Linked DNA regions of Sus scrofa: regions 1 and 3 are each linked to region 2. A link is a contact called in public HiChIP or PLAC-seq and promoter capture Hi-C data. All regions are on one chromosome and are shown on one strand. Each heading gives the region's core, a stretch centred on a gene start, on an enhancer-like site or on the middle of the called end of the contact. The rest is flanking DNA. Distances are from core to core; before and after follow the strand shown. Region 1 holds the start of HS6ST1 (heparan-sulfate 6-O-sulfotransferase 1). Region 2 holds the start of PLEKHB2 (pleckstrin homology domain-containing family B member 2). Region 3 holds the start of UGGT1 (UDP-glucose:glycoprotein glucosyltransferase 1).

What was found. Promoter capture Hi-C pulls out the DNA fragments that hold promoters and counts their contacts. HiChIP or PLAC-seq counts read pairs in DNA pulled down with a chosen protein or histone mark.
Region 1: a contact with region 2 is called in an H3K27ac HiChIP or PLAC-seq map of alveolar macrophages. The contact joins the promoter of HS6ST1 here to the promoter of PLEKHB2 in region 2. A contact is called at or near these places in 1 of 5 promoter capture datasets (fetal skeletal muscle) and 1 of 2 datasets of contacts at active chromatin or transcription factors (alveolar macrophages).
Region 3: a promoter capture Hi-C map of fetal skeletal muscle shows a contact between it and region 2, with 5 times the contacts expected there. The contact joins the promoter of UGGT1 here to the promoter of PLEKHB2 in region 2. A contact is called at or near these places in 1 of 5 promoter capture datasets (fetal skeletal muscle) and 1 of 2 datasets of contacts at active chromatin or transcription factors (alveolar macrophages).

What each region holds. Positions count from the first base shown.
Region 1 is chr15:59,065,197-59,069,480 of Sscrofa11.1, forward strand. HS6ST1 (heparan-sulfate 6-O-sulfotransferase 1) reads left to right here and starts at 1,252. Exons shown (of 2, transcript XM_003133399.6): 1 at 1,252-2,052. The coding sequence starts at 1,526.
Region 2 is chr15:57,425,695-57,429,593 of Sscrofa11.1, forward strand. It overlaps PLEKHB2 (pleckstrin homology domain-containing family B member 2), which reads left to right and starts at 2,565. Exons shown (of 8, transcript XM_021076267.1): 1 at 2,565-2,715.
Region 3 is chr15:59,262,456-59,267,014 of Sscrofa11.1, forward strand. UGGT1 (UDP-glucose:glycoprotein glucosyltransferase 1) reads right to left here and starts at 2,598. Exons shown (of 40, transcript XM_021075942.1): 1 at 2,348-2,598. The coding sequence starts at 2,405.

The DNA.
Region 1 (4,284 bases), core at 2-2,501, 1.6 Mb after region 2:
GATTTTGGGGTGTCATTGGTTGTTTTTCCAGTTCTCCAGGTTTGCTTCCAGAAGAGATTTCTGGTGTGATTCAATATATTTTCAAGAGCTTTACTGAAATATAATGGACACAATAAAACCTCACAACCCCTTCTCCCCCATGCTTTCAGGACCTACAACAGAATGGAAACCACTGGGAGCCCCAAAAAGGGGGTGATGTGGGCATCTGATCCCAGGCCAGGCAGCCCAGGTTCGATGGAGACCACTTGGCCTGAGTTCAAAAACAAGGGACCAGCCCAGAGACCCAGGGGCGCTGAGAGTCTCAGCAGGTCATTTTATATCCCGACCCACCTCCTGTTCTGTGCAATTCCTGGCAGTGTGGGTTCCAGAGGTTCTGGCCCAGGGCCCAAGATGGAAGGAGGTGGAGGGCAAGCTGGGCTAAAGCAGACAGGGACATTCGGTCCCAAAGCGGACGGGACAGGGCGCCAGATCCACTGACCCACCTTCCAAAGCCAGAGGTTGGGGTGTTCTTGTGGACCCTCACAATTTTAAATATTGGCTCAACTTTTTCTAACTTCTTCCTTGGGATCTGAATAAACCTGGAGGGAAAAAATGCACATTGGTTAAAAGCCCTTTGAAAGAATGAGGGACTGCATAAAGCTCCCAAAGCTTCCGCGGACCCTTCGGCATCTCTCCAAGAGGGCCTCTGGGTCATTGTCCCACAGCCACGGTGGGGGGAGGGGGAAGAGAGTCTGACCACTGCCCTTAGACCCAGGCCCCCTACCGTCCCTTTTTCTCCTAGACCGCTCCCCCAGCCTCACATCCCATCAAATCTATTCCCCCCCCCCCCCCCCGCTTTTGGAACTTCAGAACATCCAGTGTGCAAAGTCAAGGTTTTCCCTCCACTGAAGCAGGGACAGGGACCCAGGCCCCAAAGCACCGGCCGCCACGGGGCCCCCTCCAGCCCAGAAGGTCAGTGCGCGCCCGCTACACGTTTCCCCAGCCGTTCTCCACGCCTCTGTGAACGGAAAGACAGACCCCGCTGCCCGCCTCGGAGCTGCCTAGCCGAGGCCGGAGACCCGCGTCGCGGAAGCTGGGTGCCGGCCTGCAGCTCTGAGCTCTGGGGGCGGGGCCCAGGTTCGCGCGGGCGGCGACGGCAAGAGGAGCGGCGGGGGCGGGCCGGGGGCGGGCAGGGGCGGGGCGGCGGCGGACTGCGGAGACGCGGCGGCGCGCTGGGCGGCGCAGAGCGTTCTCGGCGCGGCGCGGCGCGGAGCGGAGTGGCCGGCGCGGGGCCGCGGGGGGCGCGGGCCGGGGCCGGGCCGGAGCCGAGCCGGAGCCAAACTGGGGTCGGACTGGGGATCGGGGGCCGGGTGGAGAACAGCCATGGCGCCACGCAGGGCCGCGGCCCGCGCCGCTGCGGGCGGCCTGGGCGCCGAGTAGCCGGGCCGGGCCGGAGCGCGGGCGGCGGCGGCAGAGGCAACTGCTCCCGCGCCCCCCGCCCTCCAGGCCCCGCGCCCCGCGCCCGGGCTGCCGGCAATGGTGACACATGCGGCGGCGGCGCGCTGGCAGCAGGACCATGGTTGAGCGCGCCAGCAAGTTCGTGCTGGTCGTGGCGGGCTCGGCGTGCTTCATGCTCATCCTCTACCAGTACGCGGGCCCGGGGCTGAGCCTGGGCGCGCCCGGCGGCCGCGCGCCGCCCGACGACCTGGACCTCTTCCCCACGCCCGACCCGCACTACGAGAAGAAGTACTACTTCCCGGTGCGCGAGCTGGAGCGCTCGCTGCACTTCGACATGAAGGGCGACGACGTGATAGTCTTCTTGCACATCCAGAAAACGGGCGGCACCACCTTCGGCCGTCACCTCGTGCAGAACGTGCGCCTCGAGGTGCCCTGCGACTGCCGGCCCGGCCAGAAGAAGTGCACCTGCTACCGGCCCAACCGCCGCGAGACCTGGCTCTTCTCCCGCTTCTCCACGGGCTGGAGCTGCGGACTGCACGCCGACTGGACCGAGCTCACCAACTGCGTGCCCGGCGTGCTGGACCGCCGCGACCCCGCCGCGCTGCGCACGCCCAGGTGAGCGCCTGCCACCGATCCCGCCGTCGGGCCAGGGCGGCGGAGTGCCAGCTGGCGGCCGGGCCCGGACCCCCGCCGGGCGGTCCTGGGCCGGCCCTTCCCACCGTGCCCCTCTCTCCTGCCCTCTCGGGGGCCCCCATTCGCCGCAGCCCCTCTGGACCCCTTCCTGACCTCGAGGTGCCCCAGTTGGTCTGCTGCGGCCCGTTGTGGTCCCTGCGCTCTGATTCCGCTCTCACCTCCTCCTCCGTGCCTCTTTACTTTTCCCCACCGCTCGCAGAGCTGCACAGCGCCCGGGCTTCCCGGGGCCCCCGCCCCAAGACCGCGCTGGCAGTCCAGGCTGGCCTATCCTCGGATGGGAACACGCGTTCCTCTGTGTGTGAAGGCCACCTGGTGTGCCACCCTCACTGTTCCGCTCCAGTCCACATCGGAAGTGAGAGAAGTGAAGCGCCCCCCTTCCACGCCCCCCCCCCAGCCAGTCTATCTTGAGAGGGCTGGGGAGGAGCTGCCAGAGGAGGGGGTTGGCTCAGCCTTGCCCAAGTGGCAGGTAGAACAAAGGCCCTAGTGTCACCTGGGGCTGGGGGCGGGGAGGAGGCAGGACTGCCTGCCCCTAAGAGGTGGGCCAAAACGAGGGCAAAGAGGAGCAGAAGCAGGCCAGCAGCAGGCTGTGGGGAGCTGAGCTGGCCAGGGGCACCTGTGCAGCCAGACGCCTTCGCTGGGGGCCCCCACTGCTGTGAAGATTGATCTGGGGGGCGGGGAGCTCTTTTGGGAAGCACTTTGTATGCAGAAAGACCCTCCTCTCTCCCCAGGATACTGGATTTCCAAGGGTTAAAGTTGGGGTTCTTTTTCTTCTGTTTGTGATGGTGCCCTATGGGGTCTTTTCCCCAGGACGTTGGGGCTGGGAAGGGCCAGGAGGAAGGTCTTCTTGCCTGCCTTTTGTTTCTCTTCCACATTTGTCTTAAGACCGAGTTCTCTCTCGGCCAGCCTGGCCATTGGGGAGCTGTGTTCCTCAGCTTTCCTAGCTTGCAGGTGCAGATCTTGGTCCATTTGGAGAATGAAGGTTTGGTATCCAGCCAGCTTGGAACTGTCCTTGCTCAGCCTTCAGTCCTTCCCTCATGGTCTTTCCCAGACTGTCAGCCACTGGGGCCCTAGAGCTGGGGGGAGGGTGTGGCTCACCACTTTCCCTTGGCTGTCCCCCCCACTAGCAGCAGCTCCCAGCCTGAGGGGTAATGTTTTGGTCCCTTAAGGCTATGTCGGTTCTCAGTCTGCCCATCTAGGCCCTTGAAGCCTTGCTTCCTGCCCAGCATTTGGGCTGCACCACGTAGATGTACTTTCCTGGCCTTGTACCAACCCTCACCCCACTACTCCCCAGAGTCCAACACTCTGTGCCAGACCAGGTTGGACCTGGGGGCTGGTAGCCACCCACCCTCACCCCGCTACTCCCCAGAGTCCAACCACTCTGTGCCAGACCAGGTTGGACCTGGGGGCTGGCAGCCACACTGGCCCCTCCAGAGCCCTGGAGGGGACAGTGTGCAGACCTCATTCCAGGACTACTGGAGACCCAAGTCAAGCTTGCCAAGCAGTCCTGGGCTCTAGTTTGCGACCAGGACACTTGTCCTGCGGCCCCACTTCTTGAGGCTGTTTTTCCCTCTGGGTCACCAGGATGAAGGACCCTGGCCTCCGTTTTCCAGAGTTTGTCCACCAGAACAAGAGGCCCAGCCACCCCACAGAAGGGGGCCACCAAGTGCTGCACAAGGGAGGTCAGCACTCCTTCCTCCAGGTGGGCATGTGGAGCAGGAATGGAAGACTCCGTGCGTGGTCAGCTGAGGCCAGCTGCCTCCTGCTGTGGTGGGCCGCCGACCTGCCCGCCCGCTGGGAAGTTGCTGAGCTCAGCAGCATGCCGACCACGGAGGAGGGGTTTCCAGGGTCCTCCTGTGGCCTGCCCTCTGCCGTCTGCTTGGGGAGTGGGTTGTGTTACCAGGCAGGTGACAGCCTTGCTGTCCTGCCATGTCATGCTCCCCCCTTCCATTCTGTCCCCCGCGGCGCTAGGTAGATTGCGTCTTTAAAGAGCCTCCTGGAGAGGAGGGGGGTAACCTTGGCTTTGTGCATTTAATTTACAAGCCCAATGCATGAGGTTCATCTGCTGAGTGCTCTCCTGGTCTGGGGGGTCAGGTTGCAACTCCCCATTGGCCCAGGACCCAGCACCCAGAGGAACGGAGGCAGTGCCCAGCCTCC
Region 2 (3,899 bases), core at 1,315-3,814:
GATCTTACTAGGTAACATAAAGGGAAATAGCAACTCAGAGTACTCTGAGACTTGAGAATAATAAATTGTACAAGTTTGTGGTAGCTCAGTATGAAGCAGTAGATAATCAGAGCAGCCCTCTCTTGAACAGCAGCAACTACCCAGCTCAGGTCATGAAATCGATCTTGTCACTCATTGCCTGTATTTTAAAAAATGAACTAAAAGGAGTTCCCATTGTGGCACAGTGGAAACAAATCAGATTGGTAACCATGACGTTGCGTGTTTAATCCCTGGCCTCACACAGTGGGTTAAGGATCCAACATTGCTGTGAGCTGTGGTGTAGGTCACAGATTTGGCTAGGATCCTGCATTGCTGTGGCTGTGGGGTAGGCTGGTGCCTGTGGCTCTGACTCAGCCCCTAGCCTGGGAACCTCCCTATGTGATGGGTGTGGCCCTTAAAAGCAAAATGAAAAATAAAAAATAAAATAAAATTAAAAATGAGCTAGACTGGAAAATAAAAATGCAGAGTGTGTGGCACCAGAGTAAGGTAAATATTGTTTTGTAAAACATTTTTCATATAAAATCTTTGACACGTGTGTTATGTACTGTATTACAAAGCAAATTTATTATTTTACTTCAAACAGTTTGAAAAAGTCAAACAGTTTGAAAATACTGCTTTAGAGTTCCCGTCGTGGCGCAGTGGTTAACGAATCTGACTAGGAACCATGAGGTTGTGGGTTTGGTCCCTGCCCTTGCTCAGATGATTAACGATCCGGCTTTGCCCTGAGCTGTGGTGTAGGTTGCAGACGTGGCTCTGGCGTAGGCTGGCGGCTACAGCTCCGATTCGACCCCTAGCCTGGGAACCTCCATATGCCGAGGGAGCGGCCCTAGAAAAGGTAAAAAGACCAAAAAAAAAAAAAAAAAAAAAAAAAAAAAAAGCTGCTTTAAGGCACTTACATAAAGTAGAATTGTTTAGTCATAGGGTACCTGCACCTTAAAACTTACTAGGTAGTGCTGAGTTGTTCTTCAAAGTGTTTGAAACAAGCTACACTACCTATCCCCAGTAAGAAATGAGCTCTGGTGGTTTTACTTTTTTGTCATATTTAAGATGAACTTCTACATTTTTGCCACAGATAGGTATGAAATTGTATCTCAGCATTTTTTTAAAGTATAGTTGATATATAACACTATCAGTTTCAGGTGTGTTGCAAAGTAATTTAGATGTATGTATATGTATTATATATATAATTTTCAGATTATTTTCCATTATAGCTTACTATGAGATATTGAGTCTTACTCCCTGTGTTATACAGTAAATCCTATTCCTTCTCTATTTTATATATAGTAGTGTGTTCAGGATTTTTTTTTTTTCTTTTTACTGCTGCACCTGCAGCATATGGAAGTTCCTGGGCTAGGGTGTCAAATAGGAACTGCAGCTGAGACCTATACCACAGCCACAGCAACACTGGATCCAAGCCACATTTGCAGCCTATACCGCAGCTTGCAGCAACAGTAACAGCCAGATTCTTAGCCTACTGATAGAGGCTAGGGATCTAACTCCTATCCTCACAAAGACTATGTCAGATTCTTAATCTGCTGAACCACAACGGGAACTCCTAGTCAGGAGTGGTTTTTCTTTCTTTTTTTCTTTTTTTTTTTTTTTTTTTTTTTGTCTTTTTGTGTTTAGGACTACACTTGCGGCATATGGAGGTTCCCAGTCTAGGGCTCCAATCAGAGCTGTAGCCACCGGCCTATACCACAGCCACAGGAACGCAGGATCCAAGCCCTGTCCGCGACCTACACCATAGCTCACGACAATGCCAGATCCTTAACCCACTGAGCAAGGCCAGGGATGGAACCCACAACCTCATGGTTCCTAGTTGGATTCGTTAACCACTGAGCCACGACAGGAACTCCAGGAGTGTTTTAATTTCCATTTCTTAAATATCTGATGTACATCCTTGTAAACAATTTTTGGCTGGAGTTCCTGTTTATTATAGAATAGCGGCCTCAAATAATTACTGGTTTAAAGAGTATTAACTATTTTACATAACTTTGTAAGCCAATTATATGCCAATAAAATTAAAAAAAAGTAAGGAGGAGTTCCCGTCATGGCTCAGTGGTTAACAAATCTGACTAGGAACCATGAGGTTGCTGGTTCGATTCCTGGCCTTGCTCAGTGGGTTAAGGATCTGGCGTTGCCGTCAACTGTGGTGTAGGTTGCAGACAAGGCTCGGGTCCCACGTCGCTGTGGCTCTGGCATAGGCCAGCGGCTACAGCTCCGATTAGACCCCTAGCCTGGGAACCTCTATATGTCGCGGGACTGGCCCAAGAAGTGGAAAAAAGAAAAAAAAAAAAAAAAGAACTATTTTAAAACTCTCGATATTATCAAATTTTACTCCAGGATTGCATCAATTTACAGTTGCACAAGCAAGTTTATGACAGTCACAGTGCTTTCCCCGCCGCAGTTTTTGAGTCACTAGTTCCTCAAAGAAACCCTGCTCGCCTCCTCTTATTGGAAGGTGGTATCTACAAGCACCTTCAGGGTTTACAGCGCCTTTCTAGCTGAAACTTAAGCCCGCCCCGCCCCGTGCGTGCCGTGCGCATGCGCGCCAAGGAGGCGTGACGTCGGACGGCGACCTGGACGCTGGCGTCAGGCAGTTGAGCCGAGGAGCCAGGCAGTGTCCTTGTGCTCCCTTCCTTCTCTGGTACCGGGCCGCGGCCGGAGGCTTTGCAGGTGAATGTTCCTGTTGTTCCCATCCGGACCGGAAGACGCGGACCCCCCCACAGGCCGGGCCTACCCACTCTGCGCCCCTCTAAGGGAACCTCAGGCCCGCCCCCCCTTCCCTACCCCGCCGGCGGTCCCTCCGGAGCCTCCCTCAGGAGACGCCGTCCGTGCACCCCCCACTCCCCGACCCGAGTGCCTCTCCTTCTTTCTCTCCTCTTCTATGCTCCTCCTTTTTCTCTCTGTCCTGTCTTTCCCCCTCCCTTCTCCCCTCTGAAGTCTCGCTGGAGCCTCTCCTAGACCTGCCGCCTGTGCCCTCTCCCGAGCGGACTCATCTTTTCCCCCAGCCTGTTCCTCCGGAGCCTCACCTAGAGCTGCTCGCCCGCACCCTCTCCGGAGCGGACCCTCCCCTCCCCGGTCCTTCGGAGACTCGCCTAGAGCCGTCTGCTTGCCACCCCTTCCCAGCGGACTCCCTTTACCCTTCCTTCTAGTTCCTCCTGAACCTCCCCTAGAGCCATCCGTCTGAGGGCCCTCCAGAGCGGACCCCCCCCCCCGCGCAGTCTTGCTGCTCTCCCAGAGGGTGCTTCCCGCTGGCCAGCAGTCTTTCTGCCCGCTAAGCGCGGGTCTCCGCCCCTGCGGTCTCTGGTTTGGGGGATTTGGGCTCTTTTTGTTTTCCTTCTTGCCGGGAGGTCGCATCCTTAAGGAGTCCGGACTGGCCTTGAAGCTTTGTGTTCGCGGGTGGGGCCTGCCTCAGCGTCGTTTCTCCTACCCTCGGGTTTGCAGTGTTTTTTGTAGTTGCTTGGTTTTGTATTGTATTTTTTTTTTCTCTCACGTTTGATCCTCTGACCTAACCACACTGGGAGCCACAGAAGTTAGGGGTTTTCATTTCGCGTCAGAATAGTGTTTTTTGTTCGTTTTTAACTCAAAAGTAGAGAAATTTACATAGAAGACGCTTCATAAGTGACCCAATAGTAAACTTCCAGGTTTTCAGGGTGAGTGAGAGAAAAGAATGAGGTGGGGCGGTCATAGTGTCAAAAAAAAAAAAAAAAAAATAGATGGGAACGTGGTTAATTCCAAATGCCATTGACTCGTGAGAAACTTTCACATTTCTAGTGCCTTCACTGACTAGGACCGAGTGGAGCCACTGCGAGAGGGAGAGACGCTTTTGCCTAAAGGAAGGGACGTCTAGATAGTTC
Region 3 (4,559 bases), core at 1,348-3,847, 1.8 Mb after region 2:
AGTTACTTGACCAAATAATATACAGCCATGCTTGGAACCCACATTTGCCTGTTTTCCAAAGTTCTCCAATGGCATGCTATCTGCCCTGGTTCTCCGGCTTTAAGAAGGAGTGAGAATTCATCCTGTGGAGACCCAGACATAGCAAAGGGCTTTATTATGAGACCCAAGGTAAGTCCAAGGATTTTCTACAGGCAGAGTCCTTCAGACTCAGGTGGGTGAGAGAGCTAGAGTTTCAATCTTAACACTAACAGTGTGGGTCTGAAGTTGGGACTAAACCAAATCTAGCAACCACTGACAGATCCACACTTGGGCTGGCTTTGGGGACCAAATGTGATCTCCTCCAGAGCAGAGAGTTCTGTCTGCCACAGTCACATGCCTAGCAAAATGCCTGGAACACAGGAGGCACTGAAAATAAAATCAACACAGACTGTTCATTAAGGGATGAGTGAAAGCCAGTGGAAGGTGGCACCACAAGCAAAGATGCTACCGAAAACCTAGGACTTAAAAAGAGTGAAAATGAAAACAATAAGCACCATGACTCACCCAGAGATCCCCTCGCTCTGTCTTAAAGAGACAGAAAGTTCTTCGGACACAGCATAGCACCATTAGAGATGGGAAAGGGAAGAAAGCTATACATTGAAGAAGAATTTTCCCATCCAGACCCCACATCCTTGACACCACAGATAACACCAGAAGAAAAGGCTGTCCAGAGGAGCAGAAGGTAAGAACCTCACCGAGGGGCCTTTTGTTTGAGGATACCTTCCTTTTAAAAGACCCCTTATCAACCTGACCCTAGTGGTCCTGACTAAAGGTTGCTTATAAAAAGGAATAGTCTAGGAAATGACAGCTGTCAGAATCTGCAATGTGGCACTGCATAATCATAGGCATAATGCTTATGCCATGATGGACAAATTAAAAAGTCTTCAATAAGTTCTGGGCCCAAATGTATCATCTGCAAGATTGAGTGTGTGGCCCAGTTTCTTTAGTTTAAATTAAAGATACTATCCCATGTTCATTTATCTACAGTAAGATATCAGAAATACTTATCAAAGTTATATTATGGCAAATGTTTTTCACTTTTGGAAAACAGAAGAGGCATAAGATTCTAATCAGTACCAATCTTTTTTCTCCATTTTTAAGTTGAAGAAAATAGCTACCAAATGCTTTAAAATAAAATTTTAAAAAAACCACTTGCACCCTCCAAGTAAAAAAACAGCCATCTGAGTTTCAACATGTATGACAAGAGCGAGGGAAAATATTAGGAAGTACTCACTCTTGAGAAATAAACTTACTTCTGAAATAATTAAACTTAATATACATTTATACCTTTTAGCAAAACTCATTTGCCCTGAACCAAAAACACCTAATTTCCAATTAAAAAGAGATATTGTATATCTGATATGAAAACGACCACCAGTAACTGGAGAAAAAGTCTAATAGAATTTTCTCCAGTTTATTTCCCTCAAGTTAAACATGCATTGTGAAGACGCCATGGTACTGTACAAAGCAATGTTTATTTCCTTTAATAAAAATGAGTTTCAGCTAAGTTCATCAAAAGCAAGTCAAATGGAAAGGCTATAATTATCCCAAATTTTGTAGTGTTGTCATATAGCTATTTAAAATGTCTTCAAACATCACACTACAATTGGACAGCCAAGCGCATGATGAATTTTTCCAAAATAGTGTAGCACAGGAAGGCATAAGACCCCACGACCTCCAATGAACAAAATATGCTAGTTCTCAAATCTGGCAAGAAATGCAAAACAATCTAGAGTTTCTGGCCAAAGAACATGAACAGTTCACACCCATAACTTATTGGCGATGTACGCAGATCTTACTCCTCTGGCAGGTCCCACACTAAAAGTGAAACCGGATCATCCAATTTCCAGCCAACGGATCCTCGTATTAAATGAAAACGGCAACCTATATTCAGCACCTGAATTCATTTTAGGGAAAAGAGAAATCTATAAAAAGTTCCGTTCGTTCTCCTATCGGGGTCCTGCAAACTGCTGGTTCTCAACCTACTTAGGGTCAGGCTTAATCTAAATGCATGTCAGGGCACTTCCCCCACCTGCGTCTGCACTTGAGCACATGGGTCTCCAAGCTCTTCTATGAAGGCTCAAAGGGGTAGAGAGAGCCTGCGGCTACCCTCGCACAAACGATACCTTGCCCAGAAGACACTGAGGGATAACTCGGGTCACTCGCATTGAGGGGGGAAGGTTGGGACACGGGAGGGGAAACTGAGTCAGGGAAGAAACGGAAGCGCAAGGTGACCGGGACACGGAATCGCCTCGTGCCCCAGACCCTCTCCTGACCGCGAGACCGTCCCACGCCACCCAAGGGGTACCTGTCACCGGCCGCGCAGCGGCGGCACACGCGCCGCCCGCAGCCCCTTTCCAGCCCATGCCGGGGCCGCGCTCCGTCTGCGACGGCACCTGGGACAAGGCCGGAGCAGGGTGGAGCGGGGTGGGGCGGGGCAGCTGCGGAGAGGGCAGCAGCTGCGCCAGTGAGCGGCCGACACGCGCCTTTCCCGCGGCTCGGCTCACAAGCCGGCCTCGCAAAGCTAAAGACCAGCAGCCGACCGCCCTTTACTTCCGCTTCCTACTGGCTGGAGTCGGAGGACTTCCGGCTACTGAGTCACGGCGGGGACCGCCCAGAGCGTCGCGCGGCCGCCATCTTACATCCGAGAAGGCCACGCCTCTTTTGTAGCTTCCAGCTGTTTAGTATAGCCACGGAGGCTCGGGTCTGCAAGTCCTGGGGCGTTGTTTAGGCAGGCAGCTAAGACCCAAAAGCTTCACCACGTGGTGCGACCGGAAAGGGGTTTCATACTTTTTGCAGATTGGGACTCGGAGGAGCTTCAAAGTCTACTTCCTTAAACCCTTTATTAAAAAAGCTGTTGCACAGTAAAGGACAAAGTGACAATGTTTTTGAGCATCTTCGACTTTATTTTAAACCTTAGATTTCGATAGCTTTCGTTCCAGGGAGCAAGGGAAAGGAAGATTTTTTTAAATTTTATGAAACGATTTAGCTTATTTTATACGGTCAGTGGCAACTTAATCTGCAATGATTACTTTGTCCTTTGCTTCTTTTTTTTTTTTTTTTTTGAAAATATAAATCTGTGTAAAATTGTTTTAGCATATGTGACATTGGGCAGATCATTTTAGCCGCCAGATATGAATACATCTTTGGAGGGTATTTTTTAACTAATAAAGTGAACTAGAAACCAAAAGTACATTAAAAAGTAATTTAAGAAAGTGTACAATTTTAACTGACTCGATTGTGGCGTACAGTCCTTCCCTTGAGAATGCCAGACAGAACAAGGACTAAAACACCCCCCTCAATTTGTACTGTGCTTAAGAACCTCTAGCTGACTGTTGGGTTTTCAGTTCCTTGCTGGAATAAAAGGAGTGCAGATAATTTTAAGAACTGGAAATGACCATTTTAAGTTTATTTCTTGAGGGAGATTTTGTGTTAGTGGCTGTCCATTGTGTGTTTTTTGCCCCTTTTCATGTGATGCTTTCCACAAAAAAAGAGAATTGTTTTCTTTCTTTTTTTTTTTTTTTTTTTTGTCTTTTAGGGCTGCACCAGCGGCATATGGAAGTTCCCAGGCTAGGAGCTGTGGCCTCCAGCCTTCACCAGACCACAGCAACTTGGGATCTGAGCCACGTTTGTGACCTACACCACAGCTCATAATAATGCCAGATCCGTAACCCACTGACCAAGGCCAGGGGTGGAACCCTTGTCCTCATGGATGCTAGTTGGGTTCATCAACCACTGAGCCACGATGGGAACTCCCAAGAATTGTTTTCTAATTCACCACTTTACAGAGCTTTTCACTCTCTGTTTTAACTTGGTCTTCTGCTATTGATGTATAAACACCACCAACCTTTGCTTAGTTAATAAGTGATAGTACAGAATTTCTAAGAAAGTTGAGTTTCTGTTTCGCTAAATTTTTCTCAGAAAGTTCAGTGCAATTTTATTTCACCAAAAAACAGATTTTTTAAAATTGTTTTAACTTTTTGAGATAATTACAGATTCACAAGAAGTTGCAGAGATAGTACAGTGAAGTCCCATGCACCATTCACCAAGTGCTCCTAGCAGTTACATCTCAAAGAACTATAGTACAGTATCAAAACCAGAAATCTGAGATTTGTACAATGTGTTTGTATAATTTTGTCATTTTAACAGTTGTATAGATTTGGGTAACCACCACTAAAACTCAAGAACTCTTCCAACACCACAAAGATTTCTAAAGAGTTGCGGGAGGGAGGATGATTTTTAAGGCAGTGAAAGCATTCTGGATGATATTCTCATGATGGGTATATGTAGACATTGTCAAACCCACGGAATGTACAACATCAGAAGTAAACCCTAAGGTAAACTATGGACTTTGAGTGGTAAGGGTATGTCAATTTAGGTCTATCAGTTGTAGCAAATGTAGTTACCACTATTAATAGTGGGGGAAATTGTGAGAGTTCCCATCCTGGCTCAGTGGTAAAGAACACCACTAGAATCCACGAGGACATGGGTTCAATCCCTGGTCTTACTCAGTGGATCAG